Regions from separate parts of the Sus scrofa genome. Here regions 2, 3, 4, 5 and 6 are each linked to region 1. Evidence: chromatin contacts called from public HiChIP or PLAC-seq data. All regions are on one chromosome and are shown on one strand. The core of a region is the stretch at or near the end of the contact, and the rest is flanking DNA. Distances in the headings are between cores, read along the strand shown.

Region 1 (4,811 bases), core at 1,348-3,847:
GTTATGAGGGTGGAACCCTCAGAAATGACATCAGTGCCCTTAGAAGAAGAGACCCCCAGGAGTTCCCCTGGTGGTGCAGTGGGTTCAGGATCTGGCACTGTCACTGCTGCTGCTCAGGTCTCTGCTGTGGCACAGGTTTGATCCCCGGCCCGGGAACTTCCACATGCCTCGGGCGCAGTCAAAAAGAAGAGACCCCAAGAGCCACTTTGCGGAGCACCAGATTGCAACGCCTAAGGCAGGAAGGCATTGAAGAAATGTACTTGACCAGGCATGGGGAACATAGGGAATGGGGAAGGGGCAAAATAGGACCTATGTCTGCTGCTTTCTGGCAATTTCACAACATACGGGAATAGCAAATTGAGTGCATTAAGTTATTGGAGCTGCAAGGTCATGCTTACTCGGTCTTAGAACGTTTTACCTTGCACTCTCTTTGTCTGTCTGTCCCTTTCAGATGAGGAAACTGTACTATTCTTGTGACAACAGAAAGCCTGTTTCCTCCCACGGTCCTTGCTCGGATGTTTGGGGTCTGTTAGTGGTGACGTCCACTTCTCTGCACCCCTCTCTCAGGCCTTCTTCCTCTGGGTAGAGCACGCCCCTCCCTCCTGCATCCATCTGCATCGCAGGCCCTTCCCCCCACCAGTCCTGGTTCTCTAGCACCAAGAGTCAGAGATGGTGTTCCCCTCACTCTGTCGACAGTGGAGTCAGGAAGAGCCAAGCTCCCCTCCCCTATCCTATCCATCAGCTCTCACGACATGGACACAAGGCTGTGTGCGTGCTGGGAGCCTTCACGGAAAGGTAGAGAAGGGTAACACAGGAGTAGCTTCAGCGGGCATTCTGCATCAGACTCTTCCCAGAATCGAATAAAGGTAGAAAGAATAAAGTCACCCTTTTATGCCAAGTGCCCCTGAACCCACATCATTCCTGTGTAATCTTGGGCCCATTAATCCCATTCTCTGTGCTCCAGTTTCCCCATCTGTAAATCAAGGACAGTGACAGTGTCTGCCTCAAGGAGTGGTTGCCATACTGATGAGCATCTGAGTGCTCGGCACAGAGCCTCAATCGTAGCTCAGGCAGAGAGTAATCCCTTAAGGGACATTAGGCGTTGTTATCGCCAGCCAAGAGCTCGACTCTGCCTCTCTCCAAGACAGAGCCCATTCTCAGCTTTTCCAGTCTCTTTTGGAAAAGCCTTCTCCCATAGGTCCTTTCTCCATCATGGCAACCCTCAGGACACAGTAATTGACCGAAGAACGCCAAATGGAGAAGCTCCAGTCTGGGTTAGTCTGAGAACCCTGAAACGGCTGAAAGACTCCCATGGTCTTGCTGCAGGATTTCAGTTTCTTTTGAGTGTCTGCTGCTTGATGGATGTGCATGCACACATGCGCTTCCAAAGGACAGGGGGTGATGCTTTGGGGACTGTGGAGGCCCAATCCACTAAGGGTCAGTTGAATCAGCCTTGATTCTCCCACCTGCAACGGAAATGGCACCTTCTCTTATTTTTGCTCCGAAGGCCAGTTCTCTTTTCTCTTCCTCCTGTTTCCAGCCCATTGGGAGGGGCATCTTAGTACCTAGGAAACAGCAGCAATTTAAACAGCAGCGCCATTTAGCCTTCATTTTTCACCTTCAGGTTTGCAGAGGCTGGGCTCCAGGCTCAAATCACATGCTCCCGTTGACCCGGGACTAGAACAAACTCTGAGGCAAGGTTTCCACTCACTTGTAACTTCTGTAAAGAAAAGGGAAAAAATACAGAGAGATTTATCTTTCCTTTGCTGAGAGCAAAGAGGGAGGGAGGGGTAGTTCTTTTAACAATGTTCTTTCAACCCTTGTCAACTGGGCACCTGTAATCGCTAGGTGCTAGGCACTGAGTGGGAATCAAAGAATATAAATCTGGTCTTATCTTTAAACCAATTATAATCTAGTCAGAAGATAAATTGCTGGAGAGAAACAGAGGGAGAAAAGGAGTGGTGCCCTATGAGTAATTGGCAGCAAAGCTAAAAATAGGGTTTTAGAAAGAGTCGAAGAAGTTTGGGGCAAGCTTAGCATATGTTAACAATCCATTCAGAGCCCAGAATTCATCTCAGTTGTGGTTTCCAGAAACCACCTAATAAGTTACAGCATTTTCCTTTATATGTTGCATCAGTCAGCTTGTACCTTACAAGGTCTCCAGCACACACACTCACCCTAAATAGATGAGGCTGCCCCACCATTTCTGCCAAGACCCCATCTATTTGTCACCTGCCGTGCAGCATCTGAACAAGTTTAGAGCCAGAGTTTTTCGGAAGACCCAGTGTTTTCAGGAAAGGCTACTAGTGTTTTTAGGAAAACATTTTGAAGCGGGAGATGGCATAACTGATGATTCTCCACTTGGACCTTGCCACTGTCCAGGCACATTCGGGGACATCTTTGGTTTGCCGATGATGTCAGCATCAGAAAACACCAGGCAGTCCGTGGGGAGAGAATGCTGATGGCAGGCATTTCTCATGTGTGTCTGCAAATCCAATGAAGCATTCTAAAGGAATGGTGGTAAAGACACACCCTGCTCTGACTGGCAACTTTTGCCGCTAAACCTGTGAGCCTGAAGACATACAAGGCAAAATTCAGCCTCCTCTCAACCTTGAGGGAATGAGTCAGCAAAGCAGTTCTCACGTCTCTCCACCCAGAAAGGCAGGAGGCTTTCCAAAAAAGGCTATGGTTTTTCTGTTTCCTTGGTTCCCTGACACATAGCCCCAGCCGTGATCACAGGCGCTGCCAGGCAGGAACCTGTTGCCTTATTTGGGAATCCTGCAGCCCTCTTTGTGGGGGGAGTAGGGCAGACTGAGAAGTCCAGGTCAAAATGACAATAATGCGACAATAAAGAGAATCAGATAACGAAAGTGGGCATTTTATCTAGAATAAATACAAAGCCTATACTTCCGGGGATCATTTCTATAGTTTGTGACCTAGAATAAAGGTAGAAAACTGCCTGATCCAAGGAATAAATACCTTCATACCCATTTCTTACTCAAGCTCTCCTGGGAAAATCTATAGAATCTTCCATTTTCCTTCCAGCCGAAAGGCTGTCTGCATTTCCCAGCTGCCGTGGGGACCGCTCTTCTGTTGGGAGAGAGTCTGTCAGTTACATCCACCCACAGTTCTCTAGTTGCTGCTTTTCGAGGGTCCCTCTTTCTGACCCCAGGGTGTGCTGGGTGACATTGATCGTGGCATGCAGATAGCAGGAACAGATGAGGAGTGGAGGCAAAGGGCAGGAATGCCCTGCATTTTATGGCTTCCAGCCTGCATTTCCTGGGGGTGTTAACAACTGGGGGACGCACCCAACCCCGATCTCAACCATCCAACTCAGCTTCCATCAAGAAGCAGGGTTTCTAGCACATTCTGGGGCCCTGGAAACTGTACAGAAGACCTAGGTCCCTCTGCTTGGGTAGTCCTCCCGCAAGGCTGCCACCAGCCACCACGTTTTCATTTCTGTGTTTCTCCAAATAGGAGATCACCAGCTGAAAGACAAGAGAACAGCGGGGGAAATGGAGGAAGACCCCAGAACAGTAATGGGTGTGTCAGCTCAGGCTGGAATGTGTGTCCAGCATCCATCCCAGGAATGAGAAAAACAAACCCAAGTCCAGATTCCCTCTCGGAGGTGCCGAGTGCATCAGCAGCGTAGCAGAGGGAAGGGTGCCCTCTGCTGTCATCTGTGGGGTTTTTTGCTTTGTTTTAAATTTAAAGGAAAATTTCAAGCTCCATGTGAAACAGAATGAAAAAAAAAAAACTATGTATTTTTGAAAAGCACGACCTGTAGCCAGGCTGTGTTCTGGGTCAGGTGAGAGAGACCCCACGGATGACGCAGGCAGCCCTGGAGACCCCATGGCCCTCTACTGAGGGGAAACTGGCTTGGGAGGGGGTCCTGTGGGCTTTATGGATCCAGGACAGTTTACCTGGAAATAAAGGCATTTCTTGGGAGCAGGGCCCTTCTTGGGTGGCGACACTCTGGCCAGCATCTCCATTTATTTCCCTGTCTTTTCCCAGTGAACCAATTTGGGCTTGTTCTTAGATTCTTCTGTTTATCTAGGAAAGGAAAAAAAACAATATGGTTCGCACATAAGAACTCCGAGGCTCGGCTTACAAATATTGCACGAAGATAATAATTTACTGGAGTTCCCGCTGTGGCTCAGTGGTAACGAACCCGACTAGTATCCATGAGGATGCAGGTTCGATCCCTGGCCTTGTTCAGTGGGTTAAAGGATATGGCATGGCTACGAGCTGCGGGTGTAGGTCGCAGACGTGGCTCAGATCTGGCGTGGCTGTGGCTGTGGTGTAGACCAGCAGCTACAGCTCCAATTCAACCCCTAGCCTGGGAACGTCCATATGCCACAGGTGCAGCCCTCAAAAAAGGAAAAAAAATGAAGAATTTAAAATACTAAATATAAATGCCCAGCTTAAATGAAAGATGAGTTATAGAAATCCAACATATTTCCTAGGAATATTAACTGAGATATAAAATTATTGGCCCAGATAGTCACCTTAGAGTTAAGACAAAGGCCATCTACAGGGAGAACTTAATCACGATTGTAATTAATATTTTGCGGATGGAAATGTCACAAATGAAAGGCCACAAACAACATCGATGTTAATGCTTCAATATTTACGCTCTTAGTTTTTCCTTTTAGAGTTGGGGCTTTTTCTCTCTTTTGGAAGCCTTCAAGAAATTGTAGATCACTGTACAAGTTGCACTTGTTGGAAAACTGCAATTATTTCAGGTTCACAAATGATTTAATCGGAGGGAGAAAGGGAGAGGCAATGCGGGAGGGGGCGTTAGAGACCAG
Region 2 (4,811 bases), core at 990-3,489, 480 kb before region 1:
CCCCGCCGGGTACTGGCAGCTAAGTTGCCGGGGGAAGGGCCCCTCGTGGGACAGAGTCAGGGGCCATTTTGAAAACTGCTCCTCGGCCCCTGGAGCTCCCGCGTCTCCGGACGTGACTCAGAAGCGCGCTTCAAAATGGAATCGTGCTCAAGAGCCTCCCTTCGCAATACGGAGTTCGACTTTTAAATTCCATCTTCGGGTGTTAGAGATGGTGCGATTGCAGTCTTGGGCCTTCCACCCGGGGCCTCCTTCGCAATCACTTTTATAATTCAGGAAAATAAGGAACAGCAGAAGTAAAAGAACTTCCTCCTTGTCCAGGCAGCAAGGCAACAGCAGAGCTTGAACTTGACTTATTTTTTTTTCTCAGGGAGAGGCGACGGGCTCTCTATACTCCTGAGAAATGAACTGCCAACCAGCAGATATTCCAGTTATTTGATTTGGGTGCTAGCGATGAAAAAAAAATGCATGTAACACTTTTTTTTTTTTTCTTCCCCAATCACTTAAGGGTGCTTTGGCTCCCACCCAAGTCTAGGAGAATGCAAGTAAGGAGACAAAGAGGGCCAGGGTGGGGCGTAGGGCCTCCCCTGGCCTCAAAGCTGAGTCACAGGAATCGCACCCCTGCAGAGGGCGAGGCCCTGGGGCAGGGGACACCGCACCCCGCCTTGGGGATGCTCCTTTACTGCAGCTACGCAGTAAAGGAATGCCTGTCCCCCTAGGTACCACCTAGGCCCTTAGTTACCAGGTTCCGGTGCCCAAGAGCAGGTTTGCGCGGCTGTTGCAAAAATCCATTATGACAGAACAGAGAAGGGGGAAAATGCATTATAAAGGAAGCGTTGCAGGGTGGGCTACACGCATTTTATTTTTCACCCTCACTGCGGTTAGGTGCACGGGTGGACGCCGGGTGGCGCCCCCTCCCCCGGGCCCAGCCCCCCTCCCCCTCAACGCCAGGCAGGGCCCGGACGCCGTTCCGCCGTTCCGGGGACCCGGCGCGAAGGGGTTAAGCGGGCCGGCGGGTGACATCACCTCATTTACATAGGAGCGCGCATATAGCGACAGCCACTGCGCCCCGCCCGGCACTCGGCGGCGGCCACTGCGTAGACCGGATTCCTCTCGCTCGCGCCTCGCTCCGGTGAGCCCCGGGGCCCCTGCCTCCTGCCCTCCGCTCCCCTTCCTGCCCCGCGCCCGCTCTCCCCGCCAGCATCCCCACAGCCGAGCCTGAGTCGTCCTCCCGGGAAAAGGCTGCTTTGGGGAGCTTGGGGATGCCAAACCCTTCCAGATGCTGGGTAGCCGGGTCGGGAACTCGGTGATTTTTTTTCTTTTTTTTAAGTGAAAACTGGCGTTTTGCTATGCAGCTTCGAAGGGAACATTTTTTCCCTTCCCCCAAAGGCGTTCTGCCTTGCCTCTTAGGCGGGTGATTAATAGGAACAGAAAGATCCTTTGTTCCAGCTCACACCCACCCAAGCGCGGGGCTTCGCAATCCCGTTTTGCCTCCAGCCCCGTGGGCTGCATCTGTTGGGGTTTAAGGCGGCTGGAGGCTGTGCTGTGAAATGTTGCAAAGGTCCTTCTCGCAGGGCAATGTGTGCGGTGCAGCCGAATGGCTCTGAAATGCAGATCAGGGTTGATCCAGAGGGTGCGGGGGCAGCTTTGTGCGCGGCTGGCTGCATTGTTGAGCGAGAGAGGGAGGAAGCGGGTAGGGCGGTGGTCGGCGGCGCCCGGCAGCAGCTGCCGCCTTTGTGACTAGAGAAGAAAGCAGGGCAGCCCGCATCTTTGGGAGAGAGGCCGTGGATAGAAAATGGAAACGCTTTGTGCCACCGTGGCTTCATTTTAAGAAGTTTTACTCGATTTTCTTGCCCTTAAACGCCAAACGGCTACGCTCTTCTCTGAAGTTGAAACGCTGCAGTTAACGAGCCACAAGGCTTAATTTCATTGTTCCGAAAGAGACAGCCTCCAAATGTGAGAGTTTATCTCACCTTAGAAGAGCCTCGGCTCGGTCCCCGGCCTTTTGAAATACTCAAAGGAGGTGGGGCGGGGGGGGGAGGCTTCTTTTTTTTTTTTTTTTTCTCTGTAGAAAGAGGAAGATCTTTTTTAGCCCAGAGTGAAAGCGGAAGGAGGCTGAGTTGGGGTTTCAGGCGGGAGAGGCAAGGGCAGAAGCGCATTTCTGGGCCCGGAGAGCCGAGGGTGGGTGGCTCGCCGTCAACCTCCCTCTTGGCTTTGTACCTTTGCAGCGTCCTCTGCAACCATGTCTGACAAACCCGATATGGCTGAGATTGAGAAATTCGATAAGTCGAAATTGAAGAAGACAGAAACGCAAGAGAAAAATCCACTGCCTTCAAAAGAAAGTAAGCAAGCCCCCCCCACCCCCTTTAAGAAAAAGCCAGGGCGGGGCGGGTAGGAGAGCTTGGGAGGGGCTGGGAGAAGAATTGGGGTGGGGGGCGGGGTGTGCGGGGGAGGAGCCCACAGGTTTTTGATGAATATGGCTTGGAAAGGTTAATTTAAAAGCGTTTTGCAGCCAACAAACACAGGGGTTTAATAATTTCCTAATGGAATGTGTAACAGACCATATTTACACATGTTCAGGTTCATGCACATATCGCATGATGGGCTGCCTCAGTTGTCCTTGGAGAATTTTTGTGATAAAGATGTTTTAAAACGAAAGTACGGGACTCCTATCCTAGGCTATACTGAATTCGCCTCGTCAGCCTCCTCCATCTTCTTTTTCTTTTTGTCTTTTTCTTTCCGGTCACAGCGATTGAACAGGAGAAGCAAGCAGGCGAGTCGTAATGAGGCGCGCGCCGCCAGTATGCACTGTACATTCCACAAGCATTGCCTTCTTATTTTACTTCTTTTAGCTGTTTAACTTTGTAAGATGCAAAGAGGTTGGATCAAGTTTAAATGACTGTGCTGCCCCTTTTCACATCAAAGAATGGCGAACTACTGACACGAAGGCCGCGCCTGCCTCTCCCATCTGCCTGGGTGGCTGGCAGGGAAGGAAAAGAACTTGCATGTTGGTGAAGGAGGAAGCTGGGTGGAATTTAGAGTAAAAAGCGAGCTGGTCCAAGGTGTCCTGCGGGCTGTAAAATGCAGTTTAATCAGAGTGCCATTTTTTTTTGTTCAAATGATTTTAATTATTGGAATGCACAATTTTTTTAATATGCAAATAAAAAGTTTAAAACGTGGCTGGTGTGATGGTCTGGTCTCTGAAAGGAGCGGCTTCCTCAGAGGAAACCTTGGCAAAAGGGCCAAAAGAGTGGGTGCGCTGGGAAGCAGGAGGTGACAGACATCTGGTAATTTGGGTAAATTCTCCGGAGACACAAATGGGTTTCATCCAGGTTTGAAATACCTCGCGTCTATGCTAGACACAAATGGGTTTCATCCAGGTTTAAAATACCTCTCGTCTATGCTAGACACAAATGGGTTTCATCCAGGTTTGAAATACCTCGCGTCTATGCTAGGTAACCGGGAGATGGGGTTTTTTTTTTTTTTTTTTTTTTTTGGTTTTTTTGTATTTTTTTTTAGGCTGATGGAATTCTTACTATCCAGAGTTGAATGAAAATTTTGATAAACATAAATTTGCAGTTCTTTTTAAAAAAGGGTTAAGCCAGCACTGAATCTCTTGCACACCTGATCAAGAACCCGAAGGTGGTGGTGATTCACAGGCACACTCTTTGTTTCAGGTGTCAAACAGCCAGGGGTATTGAGCCAATTGCGAATGCATCTTGTGAGATAAGGGAAAATTTAACATTTTTAATAACTGCTTTATAAAAGGATTCAAGAGCTGTGCTTCCTCTGTCTAATGGCTGGTTCCAATTGGAATTAAGTCGTTAAAATAGCTTTTATGAAATCGGTGTACTTGGGATGCATGATTAGGACTTAAGATGAATTCTCAATTTAGATAATGAAAAACTGTTGGATTTGAAGGACACCAGGGGGACAAGGATGAAATGGGTGCTGTTTAAAATCCAGTAGGATTTAATTGGCTCACCTCCAGGGCTTAGCTTTGAGTCCTTGATAACTTCTCAATCATTTGAATACACCTATTTAAACTGGTGGGTAAAAGCCAAGCCTTAGATTGAGGGGCCGTTAATAGGCAGAAAGGAAAACAAGCTATCTTAAGGTCTTGAGTGGATTCCTCCATTCTTACATAAGGAAGAGTGCAGGTATTTTTTCAAAAGAAAGAGTTACACATTTTATTAAAGTGGAGATGGCTTTTAAGGCTGGTACTCACTGAAGCTAAGATTGACAATGCAAATGTCCAAGATGTTAAACTGCCCCTGCCTTTAAAACCCTTTTTGAAGGAGTGGAGTGGAGGGCAAATTGGTGATTATTAAACAGGTTGATTTCATTTCCTTTGCTCAACACTTACTTTGAGAAATGCACAGGAAACCATTTACCTGTGGTTTAGACAATCAAGCAGACCATCGGCTAGAAGCCTGTATCTGCCTTGCAAGGGAAGGGATGGGTACAAAACCCGAAGGGCCTCAGCCTACTGGATGGATCGAGAAAAGAGCAGTGAGCACAAAGGTCTAGAGCCTTCTCGAGATGGAGCCCGGCCCTCCAGCCCTGCGTTTTCTCTTCCTGCCTGCAAGGAAGGGTGTGGGCAAAATGAAAATGCCCAAGGCACAAAGATAAACCAAGCACACGTAGGTTTTTGCTGTGTGCATTTTTCGAGCAGTGCAAAGATGAAATCCGATTGTGAGAAGCGGACCCAACTCTGGATTTCTCAGTTTTAAAACGAAAATGAGCATGAAGGGGGAATGGATGAGTCGTGAAGTGATGGGAGAGAAGACCCTTCTCTCCTGGGAGGACAAAGC
Region 3 (4,811 bases), core at 585-3,084, 460 kb before region 1:
TTCGTGATTATCTGAAGTTGGCAGAGATCTGAACATGGCTCAGTCACTTCCGGATTGATTATTTTGGCTGATTGCCACCAATCACATTTAAGGATTCTTGGAATTCCCGTCGTGGCTCAGTGGTTAACCAACCCGACTAGGATCTATGAGGCTGCAGGTTTGATCTTTGGCCTTGCTCAGTGGGTTAAGGATCTGGAGTTGCCATGAGCTGTGGTGTAGGTCACAGATGCGAATCAGATCTGCCGTTGCTGTGGCTGTGGTGTAGGCCGGCAGCTGTAGCTCTGATTGGACCCTTAGCCTAGGAACCTCCACATGCCTGAGTGTGGCCCTAAAAAGAAAAAAAAAAAAAAAAAAAAGGATTCTGCCATCACATGGCTAATTTTTCATACATGCTGAGCTGCATATGTCACATAGTACAAAGGACTCCATGGTAATTTTAAGCTACTACCGGAGTCTTTAGCTGTAAGAACCACAAGGTGTATCCTGGTTGAATTGGGTGTAAAATGAAATTCACAACCAGTTCCAGCAGCAAAAGTGAAATCAACCTCAGGATTTGTAAGCCTGACCACTGTAAGGACATCTTTGCTAGTTTAATACATATCTATATACTTGTACTTTTTCATCCGTGAAATTTCATTCCAAAAAGAAAAAAAATTATGATTAATTCATTAACTGATAATATCTCTCTACACACCAGAGTCAGCAAACTCTGGTGTGAGGGCCCGATATGACCACTTACAGATGTTTCTGCAGCCTGAGAGCTAAGGCTGGTATTTAAATTTGAAAGGCACCAGAGAAACAAATCAAAAGAAAAATACTGGAGTTTCTACTGTGGTGCAGCAGGTTAAGGACCTGGTCACAGCTGCATCTTGGATTCGATCCCTGGCCCATGAACTTCCATATGCCATGGGTGCATCTGAAAAAAAAAACAAAAAACAAAAAACTATTTTTTTTTTTGGCTGTGCCCATGGCATGTGGAAGTTCCGGGCCAGGGATCGAACCCATGCCAGAGCAGTGACAACACAGAGTCCTAAACCGCTAGGTCATCAGAGAACTCCAAAGAATACTAGAATACTATTTTTTGGCATGTAAAGATTACATGAAATTGATATTTGAGCATCCATAAATAATGTTTGATTGGCCCTCTCATTCATTTGCGGCTTTCATGGCAAAGTTGAGTAACACACAGAATATGTGGCCTGCAAGAGGGAAGACATTTACTCTGTGGCTCATTTCAGAAAAAGTTTGCAGCCTCTTTGTCCAGACAAAGCTATTTTTAGAAGGAGAACTGAGGTCTGGCATGAAGTGGGTAGACATATAAAAATGACTCCAGTGGGCATTCCTGTCGTGGCTCAGTGGTTAACGAATCTGACTAGTATGCATGAGGATGTGGATTCGATCCCTGGCCTCGCTCAGTGGGTTAAGGATTCCTCGTTGCTGTGGCATAGGCTGGCGGCTACGGCTCCAATGGGACGCCTAGCCGGTGAACCTCCCTGTGCAGCCCAAAAAGACAAAAACGACAAAAAATAAAAATGACTCCAATCAACTGGCCTGGGATGTAAACCAAACTTCTCCCGTGGTGTAATTTCCAGTGAAGCATCTTGCATAAGCAGGAAAAATGCAAATCTGGAGATTAAAGTAAGAAATCAGAAACTTAAAGTTTGCATAGTGGGAAAGGTTGAAGAATAGAGCATCGTGACTGAAGGCATATTTTGCTCTCTCGCCAAAATGTGCCTTTTCAGGACTAGCATGCTTCCCTTCCTGAAAGCTGAGCTGTGCATCACCAGGCCGTCACACACCCTTGCTGACTGACTGCTGGGCAAGGGTTACACAGCTCGGACTTGGGTCAGAGTAGGCGGTGATCAGGATGACATTGGAATGTTTAGGCTCTCAAAGCGCATCTAATTTGGAGGAGGGGAGAGCCTCTGAAAAGGCTAAGTCTGTGTCCTACTGTGAATTGTTTCTCAAAGTTCTACAGTCAGGTTCTTGAAAAGTCTGCCTCTTACTTTTATTTTGGACCCTTTTTAGTCCATTCGTGAGGGGATAACAAAGATGAGAGTTTCAATAGTTGTTATAACCTTGGGGGGGGGGCAAGGGACAATGGTTGTGCTTTGTCATTTCCAGGGTGGGTGTGTGTGTGTGTATTTAATGTTTTATTTGGGGATAATCTCATGTATATAGTTTATAAACACCTAATACATCTTTTACATATTAGGTGTGCTCACACTTTTTACTGAGAGTTTTATTTGTGTTATCAAATAGTGTGCGTACTTGTTGGCTAAATTTTCTACTGTTGCATAGCAAATTACCACACACGGAGTGGCTTAAAGCAGCACACTTAGCATCTCATAGTTTTTAATCCATGAGGAGTCCGGGAATGGTTCAGCAAGGTCCTTGGCTCAGGATCTCACAAAGATACAATCAACGTGTCTGCCAGGGCTGTGTTCTCATCCAGAAGCTTGGGTCCCCTTCCAGGTTCATGCAGTTTGGGGGCAGAAGTCTTGTCCTTGGAACTGTTACACACAGTGGCTTGTTTCTTCGAAGTCATCAGGAAAGTGTCTCCGACTCAGAGGAGGCTGAAGCCCTTTTTTAAAGGATGCTCAGCTGATGAAGTCAGGCCCACCCAGGATAATCTCCTTTTGATGGCACAGAGTTAACTGATTTGGGACCTCCAGTTACATTTGCAAAATCCCTTCTCCCTTTTCCAGACAAAGTCCCACAGCAAAGGAGTGACAGCCATCACCTTTGTCATACAACAGTAACCTAATTGTGACTCATCACCAGGAGGCCAAAGTCAGAGACAGCCACCCGAGAATTTTGGCTGACACTGGGCAAGGAAAGCACAGCTCTGTGAGTCAAAGGGAGCCGTCTTGAGTCTTAGCTCTGCCACTTAATAGCTGTGTGAACGTGCAAGTGATTTCACTTCCCCATGTTCCAGTTGTCTCAAGTGTCAATTGGAGATCATTCTAGCTTCATTTTAACCTTCTAGCACCTACCACTTGGGGCTGGTGCCTGAATTAAACAAGATTATACTTGTAAAGGGTCTAGCACATCAACTGGCCAATAGCAAGTGCGAATGGGTGTCAGTTATTTTCATTAGATGCTCACGTTCATACGCACTGACATTTTATTCATCCAAGAGAAAGAGAATATTGGACTTCGCCAGATTGTGCATCACAGGATCTTCAGGAAGCAAGACAAGAGGAAGGAATTAAGAACCCAAATTAATCCTTGTTTTCTAATAGGAAGGGCTTATGGAGAACAAGTTGGTTCAGTTAATGGTGCTTTAAGGTAAAGTGAGATAGAGTCTGTGAAAGCATCTGCACCAGATAAATATTAGTTGAATTTAAAGCTGGACAGAAGTACATGCTAAATAATTTTCTGTGGACTAATTGATGTATCTTCTTTCTAAAGTCAAATCAATCGCTTTTTTTTTTTTTGGCTTTTTCGGGCTGCCCTCTCGGCATATGGAGGTTCCCAGGCTAGGGGTCTAATCGGAGCTGCAGCTGCCGGCCTACCCCACAGCAGCACAGGATCTGAGCCACGCCTGCGACCTACACCACAGGTCACGGTAACACTGGATCCTTGACCCACTGAGCGAGGCCAGAGATTGAAGCCGCAACCTCATGGTTCCTAGTCGGATTCGTTTCCGCTGTGCCATGACGGGAACGCCTCAGATCTCTTGCTGAACCAAATGATTTTGTTTCCCCTTTATTGTTAGCTGCAGAGCTCTTGGAGCAGGACAAGCATTTCATCAGCCCACGTGGCCCCTCCCTTCGTCCCTGATCTAAAGTAAGGTCTGTGAATATGAAACCCATAGAGAATGTCCGAGTGGAAAATGTTTGCCAAAGCTCTTGCTAAAGTCTTGTGTAGCGAGTGGAGGACAAATATCCTGCCCAGGACCTGTACTTCCCGCACTGAACAATGTCCTTACCCACCTCCTAGTCTCAAGCCACAAGCCTGTATGTAGTCCTTCTTCTCTGCAGGGAAGGAGAGGAAAAAACTAAAACAAAAGTCCCCAAACAAGAAGCCCCCCAGCCCCCTACCAAAAAACCCACCACGGTAAATTGGTTTGTGTCCTTGGAAGTCAAGAGAAACAGACCGCCCGACGATAGACTTGCTGGTCTGCGGAAACTCCACCACCCCAAGTTAGCTCGTGCATATGACAATGGGCAGCCAGAAATCACACAGCGTGGGCTGGGCTTTTGTCTTCTTCCTGTATTGGCTTCTTAGTTCCCAGAATGGCTTCTGGGCTGGTAACAGGGAGAGGGCCTGATTGCAGAGGGCCCGTCTCCAGAGTGGCGGCTGTGGCTGTGGCTGTGGCTGTGGGCGGTGTCTGGGGAAATTCCTGGGGGCCGGGGCTGTGCTGTAGGTCCAGTTCCCAGCTCCCCCTGGAATTCCTGACATGGTTGGTGCTTGGGTCGCCTCAGAGGTTGTATTGGAGTGACCCAAAGAGCTGACTATTCTCAAATTTTACAGGAGAGAGGAGGGAGAGAGGGGGTGAGGGGGGGGATGGCATTGACGTTTGGTGAAGCAGCATTCCGAGTCTCATTGTCACGTAGGGACCAACCATCCTAAGTGGCAGATCCAGATCTTGGTAAATTTCTCACAAAATAGGAATTTGTAAAGACCGCAGTAGGCGCAAAAGGACCACGGGGTTGGTAGACTATTTCTCGCCTTACTACAGAATCTGTCTCTGTATAGAATCTATTTTTATCACTAAATAATTAAAAATGCTAAAATCAAGACAACTGTATATAATAAAATTGAGACTAAGTTTATCATTAAACTTAATACATCATTAAATAATA
Region 4 (4,811 bases), core at 1,439-3,938, 430 kb before region 1:
AGGCAAAGCTCCAGGATTTCAGTGAAAGTTTGCTTTCTTAGTAAACAGCCTTGGACATTCTTCCTCATCATCTCTCACTGATGTTCTTCATCGTTTTATCAGTGACTTGTAGATTGGAGGAAAAAACCCTAGATTTTAAGATAAACTTCTAGAAAGCAGGATGGAAGTTGGAAGGTTGGTACCTAGCAGCTTGGAAGACAGGATCAGAGTTCAAAAGAGAGGAGGGGAAATTGAAAAAGAATTCACAAAACAGTACAATGAATATTTGTTGAATGAGTGCTAAAAATGCAAGGCAGTTCTTCTGGGGAAGATGAAGATGAAGAAGCAGGTTATAAAGTGAAAAAGTCTATGGACCCTAGTTGTGGTACCTTTGCTTCTGAAGTAGAAACCTAAGATATATTGTGAGAAGCAGAAATGTACTTTGTAGCAGCAGTTTATTGGATTAGGCTGTTGAAAATAATCGATTATTCAGAGGGTAGTTCTTGACTGGTGCAATAAAATGTACTCTCTTTGCATTATTGAGGAGAAACTGACATACAAAAAACTGTATGCATTTAAAATGCTCAATATAATGAGCTTTGATTTATACACAAACCTGTAAAACCATCTCCACAGTCAAGACGCTGAACCTTGCCATCATCGCTAAACATTGCCTCATGCCCATTTGTACTCTGTCTCCCTCCAGTCTGGGTACCCAGGTAACCACTAACCTGTTTTCTGTCATTATTGATTGTATTTTATAGACTAGTTTTATATAAATTAAATCAAATAGCAGATACTCTTTTTAGTCTAGCCTCTTTCACTCAGCATTATTTTGAGAGGCCATGATCTTTCGAGTGTCAATATTTCATTTCTTTCTTTATTCCCCAGTGGTATTTCATATAGTTTATTTTTTGAAGCTTAGTTATTACTTTCCTGGATAGATAAGTCAGTTGATGCATTCTTACTCTCGTTATCCTATTTTTTTGTTTGTTTGTCTCACATTATTGACTCAATATATACTTATATTGATTTACTTAAGGATTTGGTTGAAAAGACTCTCTTCGAGAGGATTCTATGAGAGGTCATTAATTCATACATTTATTCAATCATTCAGCAAAGATTGATTAACTCTTTCCTAGTGCTAAAAGATAAACTTAAGATAAACTGAGTTTAGGCAAAAATCTATTTGAATGGGGCAGCACCAAACGGGAAGTGGTTAAGAGCTGGCCATTGACTGGAGCTCAGGGAAAGACTTTTATAGAGAAAGGGCAGAAGCAAAATAAGGAAATGATTTATTGGCTGTGACTTCAAGCCTAGTTGGCTGTTTGGGATTGGTTGTCCTTACGTTTCAGTTTGGTAATCTCGAGGTATTTACAGGCCTAGATTTTGGTTTGCTTATGTAGGCCACCAGGTCATTAGAGCCTCCTCTGCCCAAGGGTCTCTTTGTTTCATCAGTTCAACTCTAAGTCCCAAGTATTATTCTAGGTGCTGGTGATAGAGAAATAGGGGAAACAGACCTGAATCCCAGCTCTCCTGACTTTATATTCCAATGAAAGGAGATGGACATTTTGCATTTTTTAGCTTTACTGAGGAGCAGTCAATTCTCCTGATCACTTTGATTCTCATGCTCCTTTTCTTTTTTTTAATGATTTTTATTTTTTTCCATTATAGTTGGTTTACAGTGTTCTGTCAATTTCTGCTGTACAGCAAAGTGACCCAGTCACATATATATATATATTCTTTTTCTCACATTATCCTCCATCATGTTCCATCACAAGTGATTAGATATAGTTCCCTGTGCTCATTCCTTTTTTAAACAATAAACACAGTGAAATATTTTAGGAGAACCCTGATGGCTCAGCAGTTTAAGGATCTGGCATTGTGACTGCTGTGGCACAGATTTGATCCCTGGCCCTGGGAACTTGCACATGCTGCAGGTGTGGTCCTCACCCCCCCCCCAAAAAAAAAAGAAAAGAAAAATTATAGTATGTTACCATGTGCCCTTTAGAAATAATAGAACAAAGTAAAAGGTCATCAGATGCCATCCTAACAGTGCAGCCCATACTGGGACCGGCTTCCATAAACTGAGGAGGATAAAGACTTTGGTGTGGTTTCTCTCAGTCAGACTCAACAAGATCCCGTGAAAATCGACTCTCCAATAGGGCTTAAAAACAACAACAAAAAAACCCCACACAACCCCCCAAGGCTACCATGAATGGCCAGGAGTCACAAAATGAGGTGATCTTTCCCTTGGAACTGCCCACAGATATTAAGCTTTTGTGTCCACCTGTTGGAGAAGCCGGGAGGGGGGGAAGAGGTGCATGATGGGAATCAGGTCAGAGAGTTTTAATTGGGGAGAACACCCTCCCGAAGCTCCAAATTGGTTACATTATGGGAGTGAATGTCCCCATTTCCGTTCCAAATGTAAACGTCCACCCAGGAATGCATGTGCTTCGTTTCTCTGGTTTTGGGAGAAGGGAGCCAAGGTAAACTGAAAGATCGGCCACGCCAAAGTGTCTGGCTCAAAAACGGGTGGAACGGATACCCCAGGCCACAACCAAAGAATGCGGCACTGTTTCCCCAGCTGCAGAAACGTTTTGGCATTTAAGCTGAGGAAGTTTAAGGGAGAGATGTAAGGAGAGAGCTGTGTAACCAGAGGACGAGAACCTTCTTTGTCCGCCTCCGGCACTTTTACTCCAGCGCCATCTGGCACCCGTCCAAGGTAGCCTGAACTTTCTGAGAAACTTGATTTCCTGTTCACACTGCCTCTGGACTGGAGGGCTGGGGTGACCAAGGCGGAGGAGTGGAATGGGGCTGCGGGTTAGCTTAAAAGCAGGGGGTGGGAACTCTCTGCTCCCACACGCTTAGCAAAACTCCCAGCAGCAACTGTAAAAATAAAACTTTGAGCTCTAGAAGCTTTAGTTCTTTCAACACTGAACTTCACTCATGAGATAAGGATCTTTTGGGAAGACAAGATTTTTGGTTTAGTTTTGTTTCAGGGTCTTTTAAAACAGAACACTACGAACTTCTTAAAACCCGCGCGGGGGGGGGGGGGGGGCTTACCATCACCTAGTTCCCCTCTTCTGTTTTACAAAAGAAGCCAGACAGAAGTGAGAGCTGTTAAGTGACATTGGCAAGGGGATGGGTACCCAGGGTCTATACTTCCTGACTCTGAATGTGGTGGAGTTTCCTCTGTGGATTACAGAAAAGTGCAAGTTCAAATACCAGGCCTTGGTGAATTTTACTATATGTAAGTTATACCTCACCCCCTAACTTAAAAAAGTGGGTGTTACCCAGGCCTCCCCTTGAACTTGAGTCTGCTAGATTCCAGAGCCCAGGTATTCCTGCGTTTTGCCTCTCAGTAGCATTGCTGTCGGCACTGTGAATGCGTAGTCCTTTCGTGGTTTGTGTTTGAGGAGGAAGCTGAGGGCTGACGAGCTTTCCAGGATGAAGGCATTAACCATGGCACTTGGAAAGAAAAGCTTGCTGAGTCCTGAGTGGGACAGGTCAAGAGCTGGGTGAATTTCACTTCCCCATGAAATTAATCACTCTTCGCCTAGAGGGGCAGTTATATCCCGGCCAGTTTCTGCTTGGAGTTCAGGATAGAAAAACAAAACAGCGGCTGGCCCTGTGATGGGAAAGGGACATTTGGTATTCTTGTTAACTTCCTGGCTAATTACAAAGTGTTAATGACATTCAAAGGAAACTTGCCTCCTTCGATGATCTACAAATAAGGAAGGGCAACAGAAGGTGAGCCAAAGAAAAGACAAGGACCTCCAGGGAAGTGCAGAGCAAAACCAATCAGCCTTGATAATCACAGGAGAGAAAAGCATCCTAATTTACAAAGGAAGTAGACACCCCAGTAACTCGGAAAATCTGCACAGACTAGGTGGGACTGAGAGCCCTTAAACCAACCCTAGCTGCTCTTCAAACCTTAAGGATTTGTTATTGCAAACCGCTTCTCAAACAGTACCTCATGGGATAAGGTACCTCTTTTCTAACATCCATCGTAAAAGCATAAACATACAGTCCAAATAATGTGTGTTAAGAAGAGTTAGGAAACAAGTAGAGAACAGAGACCACAAAGATTTTTAACTTTGGTAACAGAAAACATTTGTTTTTTAAATTGGAGTATAGTTGGCTTACAATGTTGTGTTAGTTTCAGGTGTACAGCAAAGTGAATCAGTCATACATATACATATATCCATTCTTTTTCCCCATATAGGTTATTACAAACTACCGAATAGATTTTCCTGTGCTCTACAGGAGGTTCTTGTTAATCATCTGTTTTATGCAGTCGTATGTGTATGTTATTGTCACCCTCCCAATTTCCCCCCCCCCCCAAAGGTTTCCCCTTTAGTAACCATAAGATTGGTTTGGAAATCTGTGTGTATGTTTGTTTTTTTAAATCAGTTCTTTTGTATCATTTTTATTAGATTTCACGTGGAAGTGATAGCTTATGATTTTTTTTTTTCTTTCTCTGTCTAACTTCACTCAGTATGATAATCTCTAGGTCCATACATGTTGCTGCAAATGGCATTATTTCATTCTTTTTTAAATGGCTGAATAATATTCCATTGTATGGATGTAGCACATCATCTTTATCCATTCCTCTGTTAATGGACATTTTGGTTGTTTCCATGTCTTTCCAGTTGTAAGTAGTGCAATGAACATTGTGGTACATGTATTTTTTCAAATTATAATTTTCTCCAGACAGATGCCCAAGAATGGGATTGCTGGATCATATGGTAGTTCTATTTTTAGTTTTCCGAGGAACCTCTATGCTGTTTTCTTTTTTTTGTTTTTTTGTCTTTTTGCTATTTCTTTGG
Region 5 (4,811 bases), core at 1,024-3,523, 380 kb before region 1:
CGTTCAGTGAGTTCAGGGCAGGCATCCGGCCCCCAGTGAACAGTGGTGTCAGAATTCTGAGCGAGCGGTGAGCAGTTTCCTGAAGATAAAACAGCACAGCAGCCACAGCCACAGCGCCCCAGACCGGGGCTCTCTGGGGTCTGGGGCCCCTCCTCATGCTCAGCACAGTTTGCTTCAACGTGCTCTGCGGTTGAGCAAGGCTTCCTCTTCCCCTGTGTGAACTCCAGGAAACAGAAGACCGTCTCCGCCGGACACCAGCTGCCCTGGCCTCGTCTCTTGCCCTCCTTTGCTGGTCAGCTCTGAATTCCTGCATTTGCTCAGACAGCTGGGAGGATGGTCGCAGCCCACGGCCCTCAATTCGCATGCAAGAGGGGCCACCTCCTTCGCCAAGGCCTGGGCCAGCTTCCCAGCTCCACATCTGAGTGTGAAAGGAGCGCCTCCCCCTCCCCTCCCCCTGCCCCAGCGAGCACATTCTATGGATTCCCCATGACCCTGTACCAAAAGCAGCAGAGTAGAGACAGATGGCTTCGGGCCCATGCTAGCCTCCAGCGCGTGTCCACTGGACTATTAGTGCCTTGCTTTTCTCCCATGTTCATGTTATTAATGAATTAATTAAGGGTATTCTTTCTCTAAATGAATTTTTCATGATAAAACCAACCCTTAAGACCTGTGGGAACTTCGAACCATCCAGAAGGGCACAGTGATGAAAACAAAACCAAAAAGCCCTTGTGAACTTCATCCTCAGCCAGCCAAAGCTGCACTTAACATTTTGATGTATTTCCTTTTAGTGTTTGTTTCTCTCTCCTGACATAGTTTCAGAAACACCCGTCTCTCTCTCTCTCTCTTTTTTTTACAAACCTATATCGTTCTGGATACTCAATTTTGTTTTGTGTTATGTGGTAATTTAGCCACCTTACCCCCCTTCTCCTACAACATGGGTTATTAATGGCTCTGTTCATGGTAAGAACATGCCGTATATATTCAAAAATTACTATTGAGGGACACTGAAAATGTCATTTTTCTCCAGAATAACACTGTAATGCACATCTCTGTTCATAGATTTTTTTTTTCTTTGCTTTTTAGGGCACCTGCAGCATATGGAAGTTCCCAGGCTAGAGTCAAATTGGAGCTACAGCTGCTGGCCTACACTACAGCCACAGCAATGCAGCATCCGAGTTGCATCTGGGACCTACACCATAGCTCACAGCAATGCCGGATCCTTAACCCACTGAGCGAGGCCAGGGATCAAATCCGCATCTTCATGATTACAGGTTGGATTCGTTACCACTGAGCCACAAGGGGAATTCCAGTTCATAGATTTTTAGACTCTGTCTCTGAATAGTGGCCAAAAGTAGGACCCTAGAAATAAAAATTTCAAGATCAAAAAGTGTAAGCACTTTTTTTTTAGGTATACTTTTAAGGCTGTTGATGCACGTTGTCAGACTGCCCTCCAAAGTGGCTCTACCAATTCAGTCATGTAAGTTTCCTTTGTCTTTGTTAGACGTGGTACTAGGGACTGATAGTGCCCATGCAGTGTCTTAAGTGAAGGTGGAACGCACAGAGCAGCTCCATGTCTGGAATTTTAAGATCCAAGAGGCAAATGGATCAGATGTGCAGCCACGGGTACTTTCCAAGGTTGTTCTAGAAGGACATGACCCCTCCAGGTCCATGTTGGCAGAACCACTGACCTTTACCAAAGAGACCAGCACAAAATGCCTTCACCTTAAACGTGAAAAATGACGTACACCTCATCCAAAATTTCCCTCAGGTCCCCCAAACCCACTCTTCCTAATTCAGCTCTGGGTTCGTGACGGGGTAGCCACTCAGGGTTTGTGGTTTCAGGAAGGGGAGGGTGCCTGCGAACGCGATTAGCTGTTGCTCAAAGGAAAGCGGATGTACAAGCTGACCTTTGAGGTCATTCGGCTGGTGCACACTCTGCCATGGGCAGGGGCAGCTGGAGGTGAACCAATCCTGGTCCTTTTCTGCTTCTGGCCGGATGTGACTGCATCACTGTCTGTGTCCCCTGGGGTAATAAAATATCCATCAATGTCCAATGAAGTACTTGTGATTGAATTGCTGCTTGTCAAAGCTTTGGAAGACAGGACCTGACCGTGTGTGCAAATGATTGATGGGAAGACCCAGCCAAGGCAGAGCTATCTAAAGAGGCCTTGGGGTGCTCACAAAACGAGGCTGGGGTTAACAGTCTCCATCCCTCCAGAGTTCCTAGGGTGATTGTGCAAGAGACTCATGATCTGATCACAAGAGCAAAAAAAAAAAAGAGTGCCTGTGCCGCAGATAACAAAGAATTACACAAGGCCTGCAGGCCTGCAACAAACGCCAAATATTTTAAAACACTTGGTGGAAATTTGAGCTGCAAAGCATTTTATCATCTCAGGTCATCGCTGTTGGGTCCAGCTGACGCTATGCTGTCCGCATGTTTTTACCAGCACTGGCCTTTCAATGGGGCTTGGAAAACCAGCTGAACCCTAGCTTGCTTTGCAGAGGGTTTAAGCCGGTTGGCTTGCTCAGTATAGATTGGCAGTGTGGCAAGAAGGAAAACTGAAATTCAACCCACTGCTGGGATTGAAACCTCTTGAGACGCAAATGTAGCAGACACTGGGGTGTGGCTTCTTCGTTAATTATGTTCTGTCAAACAAGGGTGGAAAATGTCAGCCCAGATTCAGGGCTGGGCTCCTCTGGCGGCCAATAGCAGTGAGCCTGGGACCCTGGTTGAAATGATGAAGAGCAAGTTTGAAAAACCATTCAGTTGATTTCAAGGCTTCCTGGGGCCGACGTTGAAACCACAATGTTCTCTTGTTGGGGCAACATGAAGAGCCAATCACAATTGAGGTTTCTCAGCATGTTCTGCCCATATTTGGCTGTAATCTTGCTTCATTCAACTAGATTTATAATATATGCACTTGAAAAGCAAGGCTTTGGGAAGTATGTGTGTGTGTCCCTCCCTGTTGCAAAAGACAACTTTTCTTGATGCTTTGGGCCTGCCTGTGTGTGTCTGGGACAGCTTCAAAGCAAAGAAAGGAGCCAGTGTCGAACATTTATTTTGTACTTTTATTTAAAAGAAGTAAAAAGCTTCCTCTGCAGCTTCTGGCTTTATATCATTTACCTGAAAATCCACAGAAAGACACTCGTCTTGTTTAAATAACCAGAGGTCGCTTAGGTGATTATGGAGATTCTGAAGGAATGTCATGTGCTTTACTGCATTTTATCTCTGATGTGGAGGAAATCCTTTGCTCAGAGACTCTGGAAAATAATGCATCCTTTAAAGTTTCTCCTTAAGGGCTGCTTGAGAAGAATGATCAAATCTTGTGGAGAGATAGGACACAAAAGCGAGAAACTTCATTCTCCCTTTTGCAAGTGAATATTCATCACCTGCTTCCGATGCATCGTCCTTCTCATTCTTACCACCATCCCACAAAGGAGAGCCTACTTTTAGGCACAGTTTGCAGGAGTAACCAAGGCACAGAGGTTACATAACTTTCCCAAGGGGCCAAGCTTATAAGGCGTGGAGCTAAGAATCCACCCCAGCCATCAGATGTCTAAGCCCCTTGGTCTTAACGATATGTCACTCTACTCCCCTGAGATGTTTTCTTAGGTGTACAGGCCAGAACAGAGGCCTTACGTGGTACAGAATGGCCCTGGGAACGCTCATCTCTAAGACATTGACCTTCTCTGACCCTCAGGACCCTATGAGAAGAAAGTGGCGAAGTCGTTGGGCTTGTCTCAGGCCTGAGGTTGCGAAAGTCCCCAGCGACCCCCAGAAGGTCACGCCCAGAACTGTCTGGTTGGAGAGGAGCCCACACTCCAGCAGCTGAGCCCCTCACTTAGGGCCCCAGTCTCAGGAAAGCCAGTTCTAGAAGGCCCCCCTCTGTGAGACTGAAGGCGCACGGGCTGTTTCAGAGACCCAGCAACACGGTCCTCTGTGTCTTCAAAACTGAAGTGAGGGAGTTCCCACTGTGCCACAGCAAAAATGAATCCGACTAGTCTCCATGAGGTTGCAGGTTCGAGCTCTGGGCTCGCTCATTGGGTTAAGGATCCGGCGTTGCCTGAGCTGTGGTGTAGGTCTCAGATGTGGCTTGGATCCTGTGTTGCTGTGGCTGTGGTGTAGGCAAGTGGCTGTAGCTCTGATATGACCCCTAGCCTGGGAACCTCCATGTGCCACAGGTGCAGCCCTAAAAAGCAAAACCAAACCAAAACCCCCCAAAAAAACACACAAAAAAACACAAAACCTGAGGCGACCCAGAGAAAGAGAGGGGGAGGTGGGGCCAGGCAGCCCAGCCTCCCCTGGGACCCCTGAGAGGCCCCACCTCCCCCCTGCAGAACAGCAGTGTTCAGGTGGGGCACCTTGCACCCCCAGGGGACATTTGGCAGTGTTTGGAGACATTCTTGGTTGTCACAGCCGAGAGAGGGTGCTAGTGGCATCTAGTGAGTGGAGGCCCAGGAGGCTGTTCAACACCCTCCAGTGCACAGGGCTGCCCCCGCCCCCAAAGAATGACGCAGCGTCAAGTGTCAGTAGTGTCATGGTGAGAAACCCGGCCTGAGAGTCTTGGTTCAGTGTGTTCCACCCACAGCTCTGAGGAAGCTCTGTCTGGGCCCTCCTCAGAGACACATTCTGAAACCAGGAAGCCAGCGGCCCATACAACTAGGTTGAAGGTGGCAGAGAAGGCGGAACCATGCCTTCAGGTTTTAATTCACTGCGTCTGTCTTCCCGACAGACAGAGGTCAGTGTTCTCCTCTTTACAGGCATCAGGGCCAAGGTAGGGGCTGACCCTATGTAGGAGATTGAATAGTGG
Region 6 (4,811 bases), core at 1,297-3,796, 350 kb before region 1:
AGGGGTTGAATCAGAGCTGTAGCCACCAGCCCACGCCAGAGCCATAGCAACCTACACCACAGCTCACAGCAACGCCAGATCCTTAGCCCACTGAGCAAGGCCAGGGACCGAACCCGCAACCTCATGGTTCCTAGTCGGATTTGTTAACCACTGAGCCACGATGGGAACTCCGCCAAGTGCGTCTTGATCCATTCTTCTGAGCATGCCTCTTATGATGCTAGGAAGGTCTAACTCTGAATTATGTTTGATATTCAGGGGAGAACAATCTGGCAGTGAGCTGACTTCTACCAAAGCAACCTGGATCAGGAAGCTGGTGGAGGAGAGCCTGGAACCCCTTTGGTGAGTGTTCGTAGCTGAAATTTCTCTGACACAAATCTTTTGGTTTGTGCTCCTTGTGGTTGGGCTCTCTTGGGGGAACTCTGAGATGCCAACAATGGTCACTCCTGAACTCCATCCACCAACACCAGCTGGTCTCCCTGGTTCACCATCTACTTTCCTCACATATTATCAGACTCCTCAAATGGCAATAGGACAAGACTAAATGAGGGCAGCAAAGGATGAGGAGTAGTACCCGCAAAATTGTCTGATTTGTGGAAAAAGGAAAAAAATACACTCAGGCATAAACCGGAGGAAAAGACACTAAATGTTGGTACAGGTTATGATGGGGGTTTCATTTGCAACCAATTTTTATTTTCGCTGTTGCACGCATCTGTGTTTTCTTAAAATGTCTATTTAAAACCCTCTCCTCTGATCACATAAAAAGGAATTAAGTTCTATGTCGAAAACTATCCATGTGATGGGGGGCACTGGCTAGTTGCAACCAGTTTGCAGCCAAACATACAAGATGGTATCTGAGTGTGAGAAACCCAGCGGCCTCTCAGGGAGACCGAGTCACAGGACTTGTCAATCACCCGTCTTTTGCAAAAGATTGTGCTTTGTTGGTTAGCTTAATATGTCGAAAAGGGGAGCTTCCACGTTCTCACCTGGTGAACCACAATGATTTCCTTTCTTTGAGAAGAGAGAGGCGGTTATGATTTTATCTGAGCTACTTTTTCTCTTCAGGTGGAAGCTTAGCTTTGCTCCAGACATGATCACTTTCTTGTGAACTTGTTTCTATGTCTTTTGCTTGGGGAGAAGGTATTTGGTGGACTGAAGTGCAGCTTGTTTTTGAAGCTTCATTGTGGAAAGCCATAGTTAAAATATTGATATCCATTGAGTATCAGTCAAAGGATAGAGCCATTTGTACAAATGCTAATGCGTAGCAAGATATAGCTTTAAAGGGCTTCTTCGTGTTTTGTTGTAACTAAAGGAAGTACCTGTCTAGTGGGATGGCTTTGTTTACTCCATAGAGTTCTGACCTGACCTAGGAGATCCTTCTCACCTGTTCGGCCTCGATTTGGCATTAGTCCTTGTCTAGCCTTCTGTCCTGCAACCTCCAAGGTGTCTCTTTGACTGAAGCCATTGTCTATTTGTTTTATCTTCCCTATTCAGTTACAGTTCATCAGGGGCAAGTGTCAAGCCGGTTATATTTTGGCAGTGTCCGTTGTCTGTCAGGGTTTCTGGCATACACTAGTAGCTTAATTCATTAACAGCAAACAAATGAATTTCAAATCTATTCATTGGCCACTTATTCATTCATTTAGTCAGTCACTCGCTCAGTATTTTTTGAGCACCACTCTAGGCCAGTCATGTTTAACGTGCTGGGGACACAAACCTAAACAGACTGAAATTGAATCTTTGGCAAACTTATATCCTATCGGGTGAGACCCATTATTGCACAAAGGTTTAATTTCCTTGCTGAAGTGACGAGTTCGGATCCCTGGGGGTTCATCTGAAAGAAGGTAGGAAGACACTTTGAGGGGCCTTTTCCTTTCTCTAAGGATGTCATCAGGATCAGGAAACAGATAAAACCTTTAAAGAAGACCTATCATTTCAAAATTTTGACTGAGAACTTGATGAGGCTAAAGGTACTGGCCAGATCCTTGTTTCACTGGGGAATTGGTCTGACATGGAGGGGGTGAAACAAAAGCTGGCCTCTGTCATAACAACTTAAATCATCCCCCTTCTTTCCCTCATAGTCCCCACGTTAGAATGTTGGCTCAGAGGCAGCGAGGGGCTAGGATAAAGGAAGATCACAGGGCCTGGCGCTGGGGCTAGAGTTGGGAGCAAGAAGAGGCAGAGACCTGAGAGGAGAGGCATCACCTACGGAATTCTCCAGAATTTTAGGACGGGTGCAAGACTTCCTACGGGGTGTGGGATGGAGCCCCAAGCCTGGTCCGTGACCTTCTCTTCCAGTGGAGAGAGCAGCTCGTCGGCACATCTTGAGAGGAACCCCAGTGTGTTTATTTGGTTAGTCTTCGTGTTGGCCTCACTCCCAGCAAATCCAAGCATTTGAAAGTATCTCTGGGAATCAGAAGGTCTCATTTAAAAGCCTTTCACTCATATTTGGAAACAGACTTTCCCTAAATGAAAAATAGACTGGCTATAAATCAGAGTTCACATGATGTAACATTCTGAATTAATCTCTGTGGTTTAGTGAAACTTTTTAGGATACTTTCATTGCAACAGCCCTGTAGGTCTTAGCAACCATTTTTCTCTCAGAGATCCAGAGCTAGTCCCAGGAAAAAGCAAAAGAGCCTCCAAGCACATGGTTTTGACATGTTCCTCGCCCACAAAGAGGAAGCTGTTTTCCTCGGAGAAATGTTGCTTCACTGAGAAGCTGATTCAGCAGCAATCTATTTGCATCGCCACTTTGTGCAAATAGAAGATGAGTGACCTTGACCAGAACTCTCAGTGGTGGGTGACAACGTGAAGACTGGGTGATGATGCTCTCTCTCCCAGCCTCTTAGCCTAACCCCTCCATGCCAACCTGCACAAGAGCAACCAAACCCAGGGGAACCCAAGTTTTCACAAAAACACTAAATTCACTTCAATCAGAACCAACTCCCACGTTGCCCAAAGATACACAGTTCGGCACAGGGTTGGTCCTGTCTTTGGAAAGGAAGATTACAATGGTCACCTTGCTTTGAGGGAGCCCCATGTGGCGAATTACCTCTCTTCTGTGTGTGCCAAGAGTGAGGATTCAGAGAAAACGTGGAACCTAAGACTGCAACCAAAAAATGCACTCTTGGCAGACATAATGGTGACCAGTTAGCATCAGAGGATTTCATCATCTTTTCATCCATTTGCTCTCCTAAAGCTGACCGGAAGATTGGAGCAGCTTTTTTGTTATACCCTTTAGCTCCTTACCCTGATGCTATATTTTGCTCTCTTAAAGCTTTTAGTACTCCCAGATAAATCAGAGTTTTTACATCTCTGCCACTTTTTGCCATCAGAATACTTGGCATCCTTATCTAGGCCTGGACATCCTAACAGCTCATCTGCTTGTGTTCACATTCTGCTGAGCTTTCTACCAAGCAGAGAGCTTTTCTGCATTGATAAGGTCCCAATCCCATTCAGCTTCTGATCCGGTTTTCCAAACGTTTCCACTGATCTCCTTAAGGGTAAGAAAGGGAATGTCTTAGAAATTGAGAGAGAAAGCTCTTAGAACCATCCTTCCATGGAAACATTAGCTCAAAGTCAAGAAGCAGGGGGATTTTTACGAGGTCTCCAAATGACAGCACGTTGGTTTAGAACTCTCTGGATGCTTTAAGTTTCTGTTGCCAAAGGGATCAGAGTAGATCCTGCCAAGTGTACAGAATGCCTTTCTACCGCTAACATTTGAGAACTAAATTGTAAGACAAGGGTCAGCTCTGTAAATTTCTATGCATAAGATTTGCTCTTCCTTCACCTGTGACTCCAACTACTTATTTTTTAAGTATGTGGTACAGTGAATCTCACTCGGTAACCCCGGGCATCTCCTTGCGTATTGCGTGTACTGGTAATCCAGTTCACACTTAACTGCTAGAAGCAAAGTCACAGAGGAGGCCAGCTGGCCACCCCATTTGATAACATGGTCAAGTTGGTTTGGGTACTCAGGGACGTTGAACCATTAATCTCCAGGGAACTTCTCTTTTTAAAGTTTTCTTCTCTTTTCCTCGATTAAAAAAACAAAGAATTTAAAATGTGCCATGCCTTGTTCTCTCTGTACAGTGGTTTTTAAACTGTCCTCTGTGGTAATTTCATGTTCCCACTCTTCCATAGTGTATGTCAGAGGCAGTGTAGCTCAGGGGTAAGAACGTAGCCTAGGGGCTCAAACTCCCTTCTGGGATGGACGATGTATGTCACCTTGTGTGAGGCACTGCATTTCCACACGGCTCAGCTTCTCTGTGTATGAGGTGAAATTCACAGGACTCCTCTCATCAGATAGTTCTTGTGAGATGGAACTGGAAGCGCCAGCTTCAGAAGTCAACACAGAGTAAGACATGTGGTTGAGGTCTGTGGATGTTGGCCATTACCATTACCAAGATCTCATATCTACCAACGCTTAGTACTCTTTCAAGCAGGTTCATGTCCATGATCTCGTGGAACAGTGAGAATATTGTTCAAAAAGTAGGGGAAGGTGATTTTAGGCACACTTGAAAGAGGAGATGATGGAAACAACAAAGACAGTGAGGAATTTGTCCAAGGCCACCAGTGAATTAGCACCATTTGAACCCAGAACTGGATCTCTAAGATGCTGAGTCTCTTGTACTTACTTTGATTAGTGCTTCTGGGAAATTACTGTATGTTCAGTTGATCTGGGAATACTGTTCAAATGCAGATTCTAATTATGCTGCATTTCCAAAAAGCTCCCAAAAGATTGTGATGCTGCTGGTCCCACCCGACCCCACTTGCAGTAGGGAAGGTCTGTAACCGGATGTATCATTCTC

The links. HiChIP or PLAC-seq counts read pairs in DNA pulled down with a chosen protein or histone mark.
Region 2: a contact with region 1 is called in an H3K27ac HiChIP or PLAC-seq map of alveolar macrophages. The contact joins the promoter of TMSB4X here to the enhancer-like site in region 1. A contact is called at or near these places in 2 of 5 promoter capture datasets (fetal liver and fetal skeletal muscle), 10 of 47 Hi-C or Micro-C datasets (blood, embryonic fibroblasts, epiblast stem cells and 6 more) and 2 of 2 datasets of contacts at active chromatin or transcription factors (alveolar macrophages and skeletal muscle).
Region 3: an H3K27ac HiChIP or PLAC-seq map of alveolar macrophages shows a contact between it and region 1. The contact joins two enhancer-like sites. A contact is called at or near these places in 2 of 2 datasets of contacts at active chromatin or transcription factors (alveolar macrophages and skeletal muscle).
Region 4: an H3K27ac HiChIP or PLAC-seq map of alveolar macrophages shows a contact between it and region 1. The contact joins two enhancer-like sites. A contact is called at or near these places in 5 of 47 Hi-C or Micro-C datasets (embryonic fibroblasts, heart right ventricle, skeletal muscle and 1 more) and 2 of 2 datasets of contacts at active chromatin or transcription factors (alveolar macrophages and skeletal muscle).
Region 5: an H3K27ac HiChIP or PLAC-seq map of alveolar macrophages shows a contact between it and region 1. The contact joins two enhancer-like sites. A contact is called at or near these places in 5 of 47 Hi-C or Micro-C datasets (alveolar macrophages, blood, embryonic fibroblasts and 1 more) and 2 of 2 datasets of contacts at active chromatin or transcription factors (alveolar macrophages and skeletal muscle).
Region 6: an H3K27ac HiChIP or PLAC-seq map of alveolar macrophages shows a contact between it and region 1. The contact joins two enhancer-like sites. A contact is called at or near these places in 9 of 47 Hi-C or Micro-C datasets (blood, embryonic fibroblasts, fibroblasts and 4 more) and 1 of 2 datasets of contacts at active chromatin or transcription factors (alveolar macrophages).

Annotation. Positions count from the first base shown.
Region 1 is chrX:10,130,669-10,135,479 of Sscrofa11.1, forward strand. No RefSeq gene overlaps it. Among named protein-coding and RNA genes, the nearest start is that of EGFL6, 85 kb to the right of the region's middle. Within about 2 kb of position 2,598, at least 46 of the 83 cell types and tissues checked have an H3K27ac peak or open chromatin away from gene starts, as enhancers often do. A contact at or near this core is called in alveolar macrophages, embryonic fibroblasts, epiblast stem cells and 5 more, where this site is marked.
Region 2 is chrX:9,648,487-9,653,297 of Sscrofa11.1, forward strand. It overlaps TMSB4X (thymosin beta 4, X-linked), which reads left to right and starts at 2,240. Exons shown (of 2, transcript NM_001044555.1): 1 at 2,240-2,339; 2 at 2,747-2,781. The coding sequence starts at 2,240. The coding sequence ends at 2,781. It overlaps LOC100511794 (a long non-coding RNA gene), which reads right to left and starts at 917. Exons shown (of 3, transcript XR_002340577.1): 1 at 1-917.
Region 3 is chrX:9,670,582-9,675,392 of Sscrofa11.1, forward strand. All of the region lies in intron 2 of LOC106506896 (a long non-coding RNA gene), which reads left to right. Among named protein-coding and RNA genes, the nearest start is that of TMSB4X, 22 kb to the left of the region's middle. Within about 2 kb of position 1,835, at least 3 of the 83 cell types and tissues checked have an H3K27ac peak or open chromatin away from gene starts, as enhancers often do. A contact at or near this core is called in alveolar macrophages, where this site is marked.
Region 4 is chrX:9,705,078-9,709,888 of Sscrofa11.1, forward strand. The region is part of intron 2 of LOC106506896 (a long non-coding RNA gene); the gene reads left to right. Among named protein-coding and RNA genes, the nearest start is that of TMSB4X, 57 kb to the left of the region's middle. Within about 2 kb of position 2,689, at least 28 of the 83 cell types and tissues checked have an H3K27ac peak or open chromatin away from gene starts, as enhancers often do. A contact at or near this core is called in alveolar macrophages, skeletal muscle and subcutaneous adipose tissue, where this site is marked.
Region 5 is chrX:9,752,033-9,756,843 of Sscrofa11.1, forward strand. No RefSeq gene overlaps it. Among named protein-coding and RNA genes, the nearest start is that of TMSB4X, 100 kb to the left of the region's middle. Within about 2 kb of position 2,274, at least 25 of the 83 cell types and tissues checked have an H3K27ac peak or open chromatin away from gene starts, as enhancers often do. A contact at or near this core is called in alveolar macrophages, retroperitoneal adipose tissue and skeletal muscle, where this site is marked.
Region 6 is chrX:9,776,050-9,780,860 of Sscrofa11.1, forward strand. It overlaps LOC110257721 (a long non-coding RNA gene), which reads left to right. Exons shown (of 5, transcript XR_002340648.1): 2 at 256-339. Among named protein-coding and RNA genes, the nearest start is that of TMSB4X, 130 kb to the left of the region's middle. Within about 2 kb of position 2,547, at least 10 of the 83 cell types and tissues checked have an H3K27ac peak or open chromatin away from gene starts, as enhancers often do. A contact at or near this core is called in alveolar macrophages and subcutaneous adipose tissue, where this site is marked.